Linked DNA regions of Ovis aries: regions 1 and 3 are each linked to region 2. Evidence: chromatin contacts called from public Hi-C data. All regions are on one chromosome and are shown on one strand. The core of a region is the stretch at or near the end of the contact, and the rest is flanking DNA. Distances in the headings are between cores, read along the strand shown. Region 1 overlaps LOC132658655 (a long non-coding RNA gene). Region 2 has its middle 98 kb from the start of IRF2BP2. Region 3 overlaps LOC132658675 (a long non-coding RNA gene).

Evidence for each region. A called contact is a pair of places that touch in the nucleus more often than the background predicts.
Region 1: a contact with region 2 is called in a Hi-C map of skin fibroblasts, with 2.1 times the contacts expected there. The contact joins two enhancer-like sites. A contact is called at or near these places in 2 of 16 Hi-C or Micro-C datasets (blood and skin fibroblasts).
Region 3: a contact with region 2 is called in a Hi-C map of liver, with 6 times the contacts expected there. The contact joins two enhancer-like sites. A contact is called at or near these places in 6 of 16 Hi-C or Micro-C datasets (hypothalamus, liver, mixed tissues and 3 more).

The regions. Positions count from the first base shown.
Region 1 is chr25:6,994,576-6,998,363 of ARS-UI_Ramb_v3.0, reverse strand. LOC132658655 (a long non-coding RNA gene) reads left to right here. Exons shown (of 2, transcript XR_009598568.1): 2 at 3,588-3,788. Among named protein-coding and RNA genes, the nearest start is that of IRF2BP2, 210 kb to the right of the region's middle. Within about 2 kb of position 2,058, at least 24 of the 54 cell types and tissues checked have an H3K27ac peak or open chromatin away from gene starts, as enhancers often do.
Region 2 is chr25:6,881,951-6,886,033 of ARS-UI_Ramb_v3.0, reverse strand. No RefSeq gene overlaps it. Among named protein-coding and RNA genes, the nearest start is that of IRF2BP2, 98 kb to the right of the region's middle. Within about 2 kb of position 2,548, at least 48 of the 54 cell types and tissues checked have an H3K27ac peak or open chromatin away from gene starts, as enhancers often do. A contact at or near this core is called in hypothalamus, liver, muscle and 1 more, where this site is marked.
Region 3 is chr25:6,968,258-6,971,944 of ARS-UI_Ramb_v3.0, reverse strand. It overlaps LOC132658675 (a long non-coding RNA gene), which reads left to right. Exons shown (of 2, transcript XR_009598602.1): 2 at 1-102. Among named protein-coding and RNA genes, the nearest start is that of IRF2BP2, 180 kb to the right of the region's middle. Within about 2 kb of position 1,409, at least 39 of the 54 cell types and tissues checked have an H3K27ac peak or open chromatin away from gene starts, as enhancers often do. A contact at or near this core is called in hypothalamus, liver, muscle and 1 more, where this site is marked.

The DNA of each region.
Region 1 (3,788 bases), core at 809-3,308, 110 kb before region 2:
ACTTATAAGAAAGTGCTCCTTATTTTTATAGGTGTCTTTGATTTAGATGAGACTTTGGTTTTGTTCTGCAAAGAAAACAGCTAATGTACTTACTCTTTGCTAAAAATGACTGAAGTGCACAAATGGCTGGATTTATTTAGTATCAAAATGTGAGATGTTTAAAAAAATCTTAGGAATTTGAGGACACCAAGAGGGTTGCTCAGCACCGAAGGGAAAACAGGAGGAGAGAGGCATTTCGGTTCCCTGTGCCACGAATGCTCTCTAGCTTCGAATAATGCCAGGGTTTCTCTCTGCTGTTTCTTCCTTTAGCTGTTGAAAAATTTCAGCCCCTTCAAGCTCTGGTTTATCAGAAAATGAGAAAGTCTTCACCCAAAGAGGCACCAGAGAAGTGAAGACAGATTCCCATAAAAGCTTTCATGGCTGAGTCAGCTGGGAGGGCAGCTGGTGATCATTTCCTGTCTCACCCTGCAGAAGGGAGCTACCCAGGAAAGAGATATCTAAACTGGGAGGACATTAGTTGGTTCCTGCTGAAGCGACTTAGCAGCAGCAGCAGCAGTACCTCTCCAAGGACCTGCAAGGCTCGTGGCATGGAATGCTCTGATAGCCAGACAGGGAAAATACAGCCCTGTGGACCAAGAAGGAAAGTCATTCATTTATCCATGCAGTCATCATTTTTACTTCTTATTAAAGTCAGGGCTACATGGGTAATTTAGGTAGGAAACTTTCAGTATGACTCTCTCTCTCTCTCTCTCTCTCTCTCTCTATATATATATATATATATATATATATATATATATACTTAACTTTTTTCTTATTTTTTTTCTGCTATTCTCTAAAAAATCATTTGCTTGAAGTACAACTGATTTTTTGGTTGTTTTGGATTAAAAACCTTATTTACTCTGAATGCAAAACATTCGATAACATTTATTGGTTTTGTTGTTTTTACTATTCTGTGAACATCTTTTTAGAAAAAAAAAACACCATGTAGTATTATGACCTTTGTCAATGAGGAAATTCTGATTGTCCTTTTTTTTTTTTTTGGTTCAAATAACATCTATTTAGTATTATGCTCCTTCAGGTTTTGTGTTAGTTTCTGTGGGTCTAAAAAGGTAAATTATAAATAGTCCCTGCCCTTATCAATCCCAAGGTACAATGCCTTGTGGGGAGGCCAGCACATATACAGAAAGAAAGTACTAAATGAGACCCAACTAATCTTCAAATGATCTAATTAAAGAATTACAATGAGGGACTTCCCTGGTGGAGTGGTTAAGACTACAAGCTTCCAACGCAGGGGACACGTTTGATTCTGAGTTGGGTAACTAAGATCCCACATTTGGAACAGCCAAAAAACAATCCCAATGACTAGTTCCACAACTTTTTGTGTGCATGATAAAGTAGACGTAACATAAAGCTTACCATTTTAGCCATTCATCGGTGTTAGCAAGTACGTTCTCGTTGTGCAACCATCACCCCATCCATCTCTACAACTTTGTCATCTCCCCAAACTGAAGCCCTGTACACATTAAATAACAACTCCCCATTTCCACCCTGGTAACCACCCTTCTACTCTTTGTCTCTATGAACTGGACTCCTTTCAGTACTTCCTACAAGTGGAATCATGTGGTATTTGTCCTTTTTCGTCTGCTTCGCCCATTGCTTTTTTAATCGAAGGAAATCTGTTGTACAAAAATGAACATCTCAGCCTTGTCCCTGACTGATTCACTGCTTGGCTGGCCTGGTGTAAGATAGTCAACTTTTCCTAATGCCCTCAGCTCTGCAATTGCTCAACTGTTTTAGAACCGTTTTTTTTTTTTTTTTTTTTGGAAGAGTCCATCACAATGTGTGATATTAATCAATTTAAGTCTGCTGACATTGTTGTAGTGCTTAAGAGGCTGCTACTCCCTGGAAACACCGAACAGCCTCCCTCCGTGGGTGGTGGTGTGGTGAGGTCAGAAGCTCGCAGGTGGGCCTGAGCCTGCTGGGTCCCTAGGCTGTGCATTTCCCAGGGCTTCACGTGTGATCATGCAGAGAGACCTGCTATTCCTTCAGCCCAGCTGCCTGCCAGAAACCAGGCCCTGTGGACTCCCTCCAGACTCGGGCTCTGAGCTGGGCTGTCTAACAGCTTTCCACTGGGGCCAATCAGACTCTTGCCAGAGGGCCATCTCACCAACTGCTTTTGAGTCACTGGTTCTATTTGAGATCTGTCATGTGCTGGGAGCCCTCACTGGGCTTAGGGAAAGACCTGAAGTCAGTTGAAACTTGACCTGGGTCAAGTTTCCCAGCTGTATTATTGGGGCACTTGTTTATGCAGTGAAATGTGTAATTTACAGTGGGTGTGGTCTGCTGAGCAGGAGTCAGCTCTGGGCAGCTTATTGCCATGAGAAAAAGAACTCATTTTCTTGGGTTCACTTCTTTTTTTTTTTCTATTCTTTTCCATTATGGTTTATTACAGGATATTGAATACAGTTCCCTATGCTGTACAGTAGGGCCTTGTTTATCCATCCCATATATAATAGTTTGCCTCTGCTAATCCCAAACTCTCAAACCCAACCTTCTATTGATGGAGTCCGCTACTTATTCCACCAAAATATACATTCCACAAGGGCTGGTCTGATCTCTGTTATAGTCTCACTCCAGAAGACAGCCTGGGATAAAGTGTGAATATCTCCTACAAATGGAAGGGAAACATCCTCTTGTTAGGATATCAATGTACAGAGAATAATGTCGTTAGAAATCAGAAAATGATACCACTGATAAATGCACTCATGCTACTTAATCAAGAAATGGTCCAGCTTATACTAGCTTTCAAAAAGTCGAATAGGAAAAAAAATTCTTTTCATTTAAAAAAATTTTAGTCATTTCTTCTTAAAATAATATTACTGATTACCTTCTTCAATTTCACAGGATCTTATTGATACATCAATGAATCGTGTAGAATTGAAAACGGAAATTAATTGCTCGAGTTTCCAGAATGTCTGCATCGGTTCTGTAGTAGAGTTAAATGCTAATATTACCACGGAAACTGATGCGACGTTTGTGAAGCAATTGCTGTGACGGGGCCTCTGTAACATTTCCTTGTATAGGATTTTGAAAAAAAAAAAAAAAAGCTTAGGTCTTGGAAAATATTAGACAAGCACCTCTCTGCAGGCTTACCACACAAGCACACAGCTTTCATTCCCCAGTGGACTCTGGTTTTGACTTGACAGTTCCTCATTTGTCTCTGGGGTTTGAGCCTCGCTTCTGTTTTCTGACCACCAGCCAGCCCTGGCGTCTTTGTAGAAGTGGGAGGTGGCTTGGTCTTCACACAGATGTGAAGTCCATCACCAGCACACTCTCTCCCCCGACACTGTGCCATCCAGCAGAGCAGGCGTTAGTGAACAGCTCTCAGTGTGCCTCCAAAGTCACCTGTGACCACTTGAATCCTCTCTCCTCCACTGGCTTCTTTCTTATTTGGAGGGTTATCAGTACATATCCCTTTTTTAAAAAATTCTTTTTATGTTTTACATTTTGGGTCTATGTCCATGTTAGTTAATCTTTGTATGTGGTGCCAGATATGATCAGTTGTTGTTGCTGTTTTTTTTGCATAGTTATTCAGGTTTGTACAGATGTGAGAGTTGGACCATAAAGAAGGCTGAGTGCTGAAGAATTGATGCTTCAAGTTGTGGTGCCGGAGAAGACTCTTTGAGTGCCCCTTGGACTGCAGAAAGATCAAACCAGTCAGTCTTAAAGGAAATCAATCCTGAACATTCATTGGAAGGACTGATGCTGAAATTGAAGCTCCAATACTT
Region 2 (4,083 bases), core at 1,299-3,798:
GACCAAAATGGGCATGGAACCCTCTGACTCAGGGTGGCTTTTAGAAACCCATCAGGAAGTGTTTTCCATCATTCGCAACATCTCAGAGCACAGGGACGGGGCCTCGCCAGGCCTGGGACTGGCATCAGCTGCAAACGCCATGGCCTTTCCTCCCATCAGGGAATGGGCCTAGTTCTGAGTCACCAGTTAAGAACAGGGGACGGCACAGAATTTGAGATTCAGCTCTCAAATCCAAGCAGCCCCTTCCTTTTCTAATTTGTAAGAAACTGGCCCCCAATCAGCTTTCCTTTGCTCTGTCTCCAACTGGAAGTGAAAACGTGTCTCTTGCAGGCCTCCAGCTCCCGTGCTCCTGGGGTCTGCTTGTCTTCTTGAAGCCCGAGCTCATGGGGGCTGTTTGGACAGGAGCACCCCCCCCCCCGCCAACCCCCACTCTAGCTCTCCCGTGGCTGTGTCCTCCTCAGGGGTGACAGGGTGTGTGGGGGCTGGGGGCCAGGGTTGCAGCCAGGTGTGGGACTTCTGCCCACAAAGATGGGTGAGGGTAAGTGCCCTCTAAGGAAGCCCGAGTCACCCTACCTTGGGAACTTCCCGCCAAAAGACAAAGCTCCCAACCTCCCAGGGAGCCTTATGTGGCTGCCGGAGAAAGACAGCCAAGCCTTGGTAAAAGCAGGAGGCGAGGAGTAAGGATGATGGGACCCTCCTGGAGCTTCTCCCCACCCAACCTTGGGCTGTATCCTCCTAGACACCTTTGCTTCCATCCCTGGACCTAGGAGGTGGTCACGCGTGCTCCTGAAAGTGAATGCCTCTTTCAGAGGGTCTGGAGTTGGGATGGGGCGGGCATCGGAAGGAAACGATCAGCTGTTTCACAGTGAGGTCTCCGCAGGCCCGTGAGAGCAGCCCCTGCTGTGGCCTTGCCTTCTTCCAAATAAAGGAGCCAGGAAACGGCCAAGTTGCTCCTTGTGGCAGAAACTTCTAGAACCAGAAGAGGCCCTTCCCAGCATCTGGGGGTGGGGATGTCAGATTCTGCTCTGGGCAGGGCGGGGGGTGGTGGCTGGCAACCAAGTCCCACTCGTATGTAACCTGGCAGCTCTCTGCCTGGAGACTTGCCGATGGTCACGATGTGTCGCCTCCCAGGAGATGTTCCACTTTCCAAGCAGGTGGGAAATGACCCCGGTTAAAAATAGCGGCACTGGACTCATCACAGAGTCCCCTTGTAAAGCAAAACCGTGGGTTTCCTCCAAGTGGCGCAAAGGATCAGCCGTGGCTTTTGGGTTCCCTCTGGGACTCTGGGGGCTGGGGTCCCAAATGCACCAAATCCCCCAGTGCCCTCCCCTGCAACACCCCGGCGCCCAGCACAGCCACCAGCAGAGCCCCTCAGCCGTGGCCACTGGCCACCTGCCCACCTGCCCACCCCGGGTTCGCCTCGGTGACTAGGGGGCCACTGTGACCGTCCACACCCTCTCCCCGCCTTCCTGCTCCCCTCAGTGCCTGGTGGACCGGGGTTTCTGGAGCTTTCTCAGAACCGTGGACACATTCCCAGTGGAAATCATGACATTTTCCGTTTCACATGACGCACTCCACAATGCCTCAGGAAAAGGGAGAGAGAAAGAGAAGGCAAACAGGGCCTGGGAGCCAGCCCCTCTCTGTCAACAGCCAGGCCAGGTCCTCTCTGTTTATCCTGGAGTCGCCTCCCCGGGGCTTGACAGTCAGCCTCCGTGTTCTCTCCTGCAGTCAGAGGCCCGACGACTAGGTTAACTGCCTTTTCTCTCTGCTTCTTGGCACATCTGGGTGAAGGCGTGCCTCCCTACTTTGTTGTGTTTTTTTTTAAACTTTACTTTCGACTGCCATGGTGACTGCTGCATGTTTGGCAAAGGGAAGGAGGGGAAAAAAAAAAAAAAAAAAAGCTCGGGGAGAAGAAAAGGAGCTCTCAGCGCAGGGCTGGCGGCCGTCCAGGGTAATCATGCTGCAGAGCTGAAATGAGGCCTCTGGCGGGCAGCCAAGTCACAAAGAACAAAGCTGTCAGTTCCTAATGTTGGCGGCAAAGCCTGTTTGGCACCCTTATATGCTTTCCCAGAACTCCCTGCCTTGGCTGCCTTCCATTCCCTTCAGGGCAGCAAACAGGATTAGCCCAGCTCTGAGTTGTTTTTCTTCCCTCTCCTCCAACTGTTTCCAATGACATCATCCTTGCTGCACTCATTTGCCAGCAGGGTGGTTTTTCTCTCTCTCCCCTCCCACCCCCCTCTCTCCCTCCATCTCTCTCTCACACACACACCTCCACTCCCACTTCCTTCCTGTAGCCGCCCCCCCAACCTCCTCTGACTTGCTCGAAGCGCACTGTTTGAGGTCATGCCTCTTGTCCGGCATCTCTGTGAAATGCACACACGCCCCGGCGCTTGTCCATTTCGCTGAATCAAGCCAGACGTTGTATTTTATTTTTATAACTGAATTCCTGTGAGATAAAAATCTCATTTTCCTTCGCAGGCTGTAATCAGCACTCGCAGGGCTGTGGTTTCCAACTGCCCCATCTCGTGCTTCCTTACGAAGCACCGCTGAGAAATGAACTTGGCTGCCATTCAGGTTTAAAGGGCCCGCGGCTAGTCATACATTGCTGGTTCACACACACACACACGCACAAACACACGATGTGCACACAAAGACTATTGCATGCGCACACCCACAGGCACACACACCCACAGGGCTACACAGACAAAGGGTATGGAGATACCCCCCCGAGAGAGACAGACACACACACAAGCAGCACCTAGGGTCATTCTTTCCCTTTCAAGAAAGAGAATAGGTGAACAAGTAGAAGCCAAAAGCTGCTTCCGAAAAGGCTGGTTTCAACCAGCAGGCAGGCAAGCGTTATGCAACTAATGTCTGGGTTCATGAAAGGAATCGAGGTTCGCTGACTGCACAAATGTTCCCCCGCCCCCGCCCTGCCCCCCCCAACTCTGATTCATGAACTAGTTTTCAGATTCATGAATCACTCGGGAGCCAGCAAGAAAAAAATGAGTAGTATTGATCTCATTTCAATTGAAACGGGCTCATTATGGCCACGCAGGGGCAGGGTGCAGACAACTTCCTACCACCAGACACTCGCCAGCATCCTAGGTCTGCAGGGAGGCTCCCCCACCTGTGGGTGGGGCAGGCTGGCTTTTGCAGAGGAGAGGGTTCCCCCTCTTTTGATGATTAAATAGGCAGAATCAGATCTATTGGCACGAGGAGCTGGGGCTGGACTCCTCTGTCCTCTTCCGGCAGGTCTGTGGGCTTCCTTGGGTGTTCTCCATTTGTTTTTTTGTTTGTTTGTTTTTTTTTTCACTTTTAATGAAATCTTTTAAGAGGAATCTCAGTGCAAATTCATTTCTGGATTGTTGGTGGTGTCTCAAGGACTATCTAAAATAACAATTCACCTTCTACTAGGTGAATTCAAGTTCAGATCCAACTAGGATGTCTTGGGGTTTGCTTCTTTGTTTGTTTCAAGGCCAACATGTAGCTTTTGCCTTTTTCAGCCCTTTGCATTTGATTCAGCAAAGAAAGCCTGGGGAATATGGACCCTCTAGATTTGGGCCAATCACATTTCTGTAAAGAAAAACAGTCCTCCAGCTGGGTGACTGTCATTACAGGGATAGGAGGCTCTAGGATTTCAGAAAGTCATCCTTTTCCTTCCCAAATGAAGTGAGGGTTCTCTCGCTGACTGTCAAGGAGGTGGGCGCTGAGCTGGGGTCCAATGGCATTACAGACAGGGAAACTTCAGTCCCTGGGTAGATTTATCGAGGGCTGTCCTCTAGGGAACCAGGCCTCTCCAACTGCCTTTCCTTGTTCCCCTTGAATTCCAACTCAGCCATCTTCCCTCTTGACATATGCCCCCTGCCCAGTCCAGCATGTCACACTCATCCTCCTGACCGGGGAATCGTTCTCTCTCACTCTAGAACACTGCAGTTTGGGCTGTCACGTGTAAGCAGACCATGATCAGTGTGATTGGCTTTGACTTGCAACTTTGCACTGGGATTTTGTGTGGTTTCAGCTCCCAGATCTCCCCCAAGCACCCCTACTCTCCCAGTGCTGGGAGATTTAAAACAACTGATG
Region 3 (3,687 bases), core at 160-2,659, 87 kb before region 2:
CCTCTCCTCCCCAAAGAGGCCCAAAGAAGAAGTCATGCAGAGGACACACTCAGCTGTGGGAGGCTGGAGAAAAAGAGCCAATAAAATTGGCTTTATTTATAATGTTCCCGTGTTTGTTATTTTGTTATCCCTACTCTGTTCCCTCAGTGTAATGTAACAAGGAAAAGGATAAAAAAAATCCCCACTCTAAGTATGCATGAACTTTATGGCCTCACCGCTCCCTCTCCTCCTCTGTCCCCACCAGGCTCGCCTTGCCTGTGAATTCCTCTCCCAAATTGCGTATTTTCCATACTAACTTTTACGGCATCTTCCTCGATTAATGGTTAACAGTATTCCTTTTCTCCCCTCCGCCCCCATTATCAAAGAGTGCTTGGAATGACTATTAACTCTCTGGTTAACAGAAAGAAACATGTTAATCATCTACAAGCCCTTGGACAGGAAAATTATTCTTTGTAACCTTCTCCCAACGGCTGGAGAGCCCCTTGTCCGCCAGCAGCTGACCTTCAACCACACCTGGGTCTGGAAGCTTGCAAAACCCCGACAGTAATCGGTAATCGTGTTACAAGGGCTTCTGAGTAAAAGCCAAGGTCAAACCGCCCCCACCCCCACCCCCTTAGCGGGAATGACGCTGGGCCTCTGGTGTCCAGGGAGGGCGCCTTTCCATCCAACTACTCTCCTTCCACGACCCCGTAAACAGACCACGCTGCACCTCTTTAAAAAAAAATTGTTTTGCAAGTGAGGGCTAATCATTCTTTGTTGTACATTCTTTGTTGCTGGGAGACTCGGGGTGGCTGTACAGGCTGTTCTTTCTTGCAGCCATAGTTCAAAAGTGCTCCTTTTGACCCAAACACACACGTGTTGTAATCCTGCCCTCCCTTGTGTGGGGCTGGGAGGCAACCAGGAAGCGTGGATTCCCAAGCCAGACCCAGATGCTGGGAGGGTGACCTCTTTCTGAAGTTAGAGGGGCGGTGCCTTTGCAGGGAGGGGTAGGCAGGAGCAGCAGAGGATAATGCTCAGGGAAGTGGCGGGGGGAGGGGGGGCCGACCCCCACCCCGTACTCAACAACGGGAGCGTGGAGTATGCCATCTTGGAGAAAGTATCCCTTCATTCATTCACAAAGCCGATCTTCTGCGGAGAGGGGAAGCCTGGGGAAAGGAAAGCTGGCCTCCACCTCTGCTGAGTTTGGCTTGCTTTTCTCCCCTGCGGCCCGCTCTTCTTAAATAAGACCTGGGAGCAGGCGAGAGGTTGTTCTGCCGAGAGAGAAAGGACGCAGGCATCGCCAGACTTATTAGGAAAGACGCTGTCGGGGTCTTGGCAGGCGCGGCGCTGCGGACCACGTGGTCCTCTGCGCGCCTGGATACTGTCAGCGCTGAGCTCCGGCCCCCGCCGGCCAGGTCTCCTCCCCATCGGCCTGGAGGCTGCCCCCAGCGCCTGCCCCGCTCGGATCCAAACATTTCCACATTAGGCAGCCTCGGCGCTGGGCTCCCCGCCTCCGGCAGTGACCTCAGGTGACCTCCACGCCGGGCTCCGCGCCAAGCCCCTCATCACAGGTGCACTGGCAGTTTTCTGGGTCACCCTTGTGATCGGGTGTCCAAGCACTTGGCAAAATTTAGCGAGTGTTCCTCGGTGCTCTGCATCATCTTGACACTGTTTGCACAGACACCCTTGGGGACGCGTGAGAGGAGCTGGTGCCTCTCATTCAATCTCTGGTTATAGCAGAGCCAGGCATGCTGGCCCCTCCAAAGGCTTGGATGACCTGATCTCCCTCTGTGTCCCCAGCCCGCTCCCTCTAAGCTGATCTGACTTCTCTCTTGGACTTAAGAATCCAAGCAGAAGTTATGGATCCTACTACACACACCCATAGCTAGATTTGCGCAGCCGTATATGGCATCCACCGGGGTCTGTGGCTCTGGAGCCTTGGAAATGGGGCTGCTCCAAACTGAGATGTGCTATGATGGCAAGTTTCACACGGGATTTCGCAGACTTATGTGACAAGAGAACGTGAAGTACGCACGTGTTGAAATGATCACGTTTTGGAAAAAGTGGGTTAAATAAAATATGTTATTAAAATTAATTTTATGTTCCTTTTAATGTGGCTACTAAAAATAAATGCTGCATGTAAGACTCATGTTGTATTGGTCTTGGGCGGCACTGGTCCTGACCATCCCACTCTGGAAGCTTCCTTCTGTGCTTCACCAACAGCCTGCATTTCCCTGACAGCCAGGGACTACTCCCTTCCTGTGTCCCTCCTTCCTGCCTTCCTCCCCGCAGAACTCCTAGCCATAGCCCTGGATCCAGGCCTAGAGTCTTCTACCCAGGCAGCCTCTCGGGCAGACATTGGCTTCGAGGCCATTCCTGCCCCTGCGTTCTCAGTCTGCCTGGCTGTCACTAGGCCCTGCTCGCCTCCAGGGCAGCTTGTGTGCCCAGGGTCCCTGGCAGACAACACGCGAATACATGTGGGTGTTCAATCATAGGTTGGTGAATAGCCCTAAGCAATGGGGCAGTTGATATCTACAATTTTGATTATGAATTTGCATTTTTTCCTGTTGAGATCTGTTTATTATGAGGGCTTTAGATGTCTTGAGGACATTTATTTCATATTAGTTTATAAATACTACAGCTTCCTGATAAGTAAAACTTTTTCTCATAAAGAATCTGGCTATATTTATTTTTCCATTGTGAGGGGCAAAAACTAATTAGCCTAACATATGATGCTTTGATCGCAGTTCTCAGCACTAGAAGGAAAGGGCCAACCAAGGCTGCTTGGTACGCTTCAAAAGACGTTTTTAGAAATTCTTATCTTATTAGGAATGCGAGCATTTTAAATCAAGTAAGAGTCAAGCATCACAGTTTCATTTATTCTATGGAAAATGTTTCAGGAAAGTCACAATGTTTTGAGGGGGGAACATCATCTTCAGAGACTATCTGTCTAATATGGTGCCTGGGAACTCGAAATGTGGCTGGTCTATGTTCACGTGCTGTGTGTGTGCACCAAGTCATGTCCAGTTCTTTGCGACCCCGTGGACTGTAGCCCACCACACTCCTCTGTCCATGGAATTTTCCAGGCAAGAGTGGGTGGTCATTTCCTACTCCAGGTGGAAATTCATATATGCCATATATGCCATAAATATATGTTATTCATATATGCCATCAATACTACAGATCTCTGGGTTTCGAAGCCTTAGTGTGGGAAAAAAAATCTCATGAATAATTTTTATATTTTATAGATGATATATTTTATATTTAATGGTGAAATAATATTCTTGGTCCATTAAGTTGTCAAAGGGAATCTTACCTGTTTCTCTTTTTAAACGTGGTGATTGGAAATTAAAAATGACACCCCTGGCTCCCATTTTATTTTTCTGGGACAGTGCAGCTGGAAGGGGATGAGGTTTTGTTTACTTTGAGACATTTATTGGCATGTGTGAGCATCCCAGCCAGGTTTATCACAGCTTAGAAGACTGGGAACTTTGAGTCTTCTAGTCATTCCCCAAAACAGGCATCCAGTGTTGTGTTTGAATCTTGGTTCCTCCAGCCAGATGTTGCCTGGATAGTCCCCACCGGCCCTCTGGGAAACTCCCCGGTTCTGTAGAGTCTTGCCAGGGAATAATTACAGGTGTGCAAAGACCCTCCTGCTTTATGCACTTAGTCATAATAATTTACCTTTACCAGGCACCTGAGGTGCGA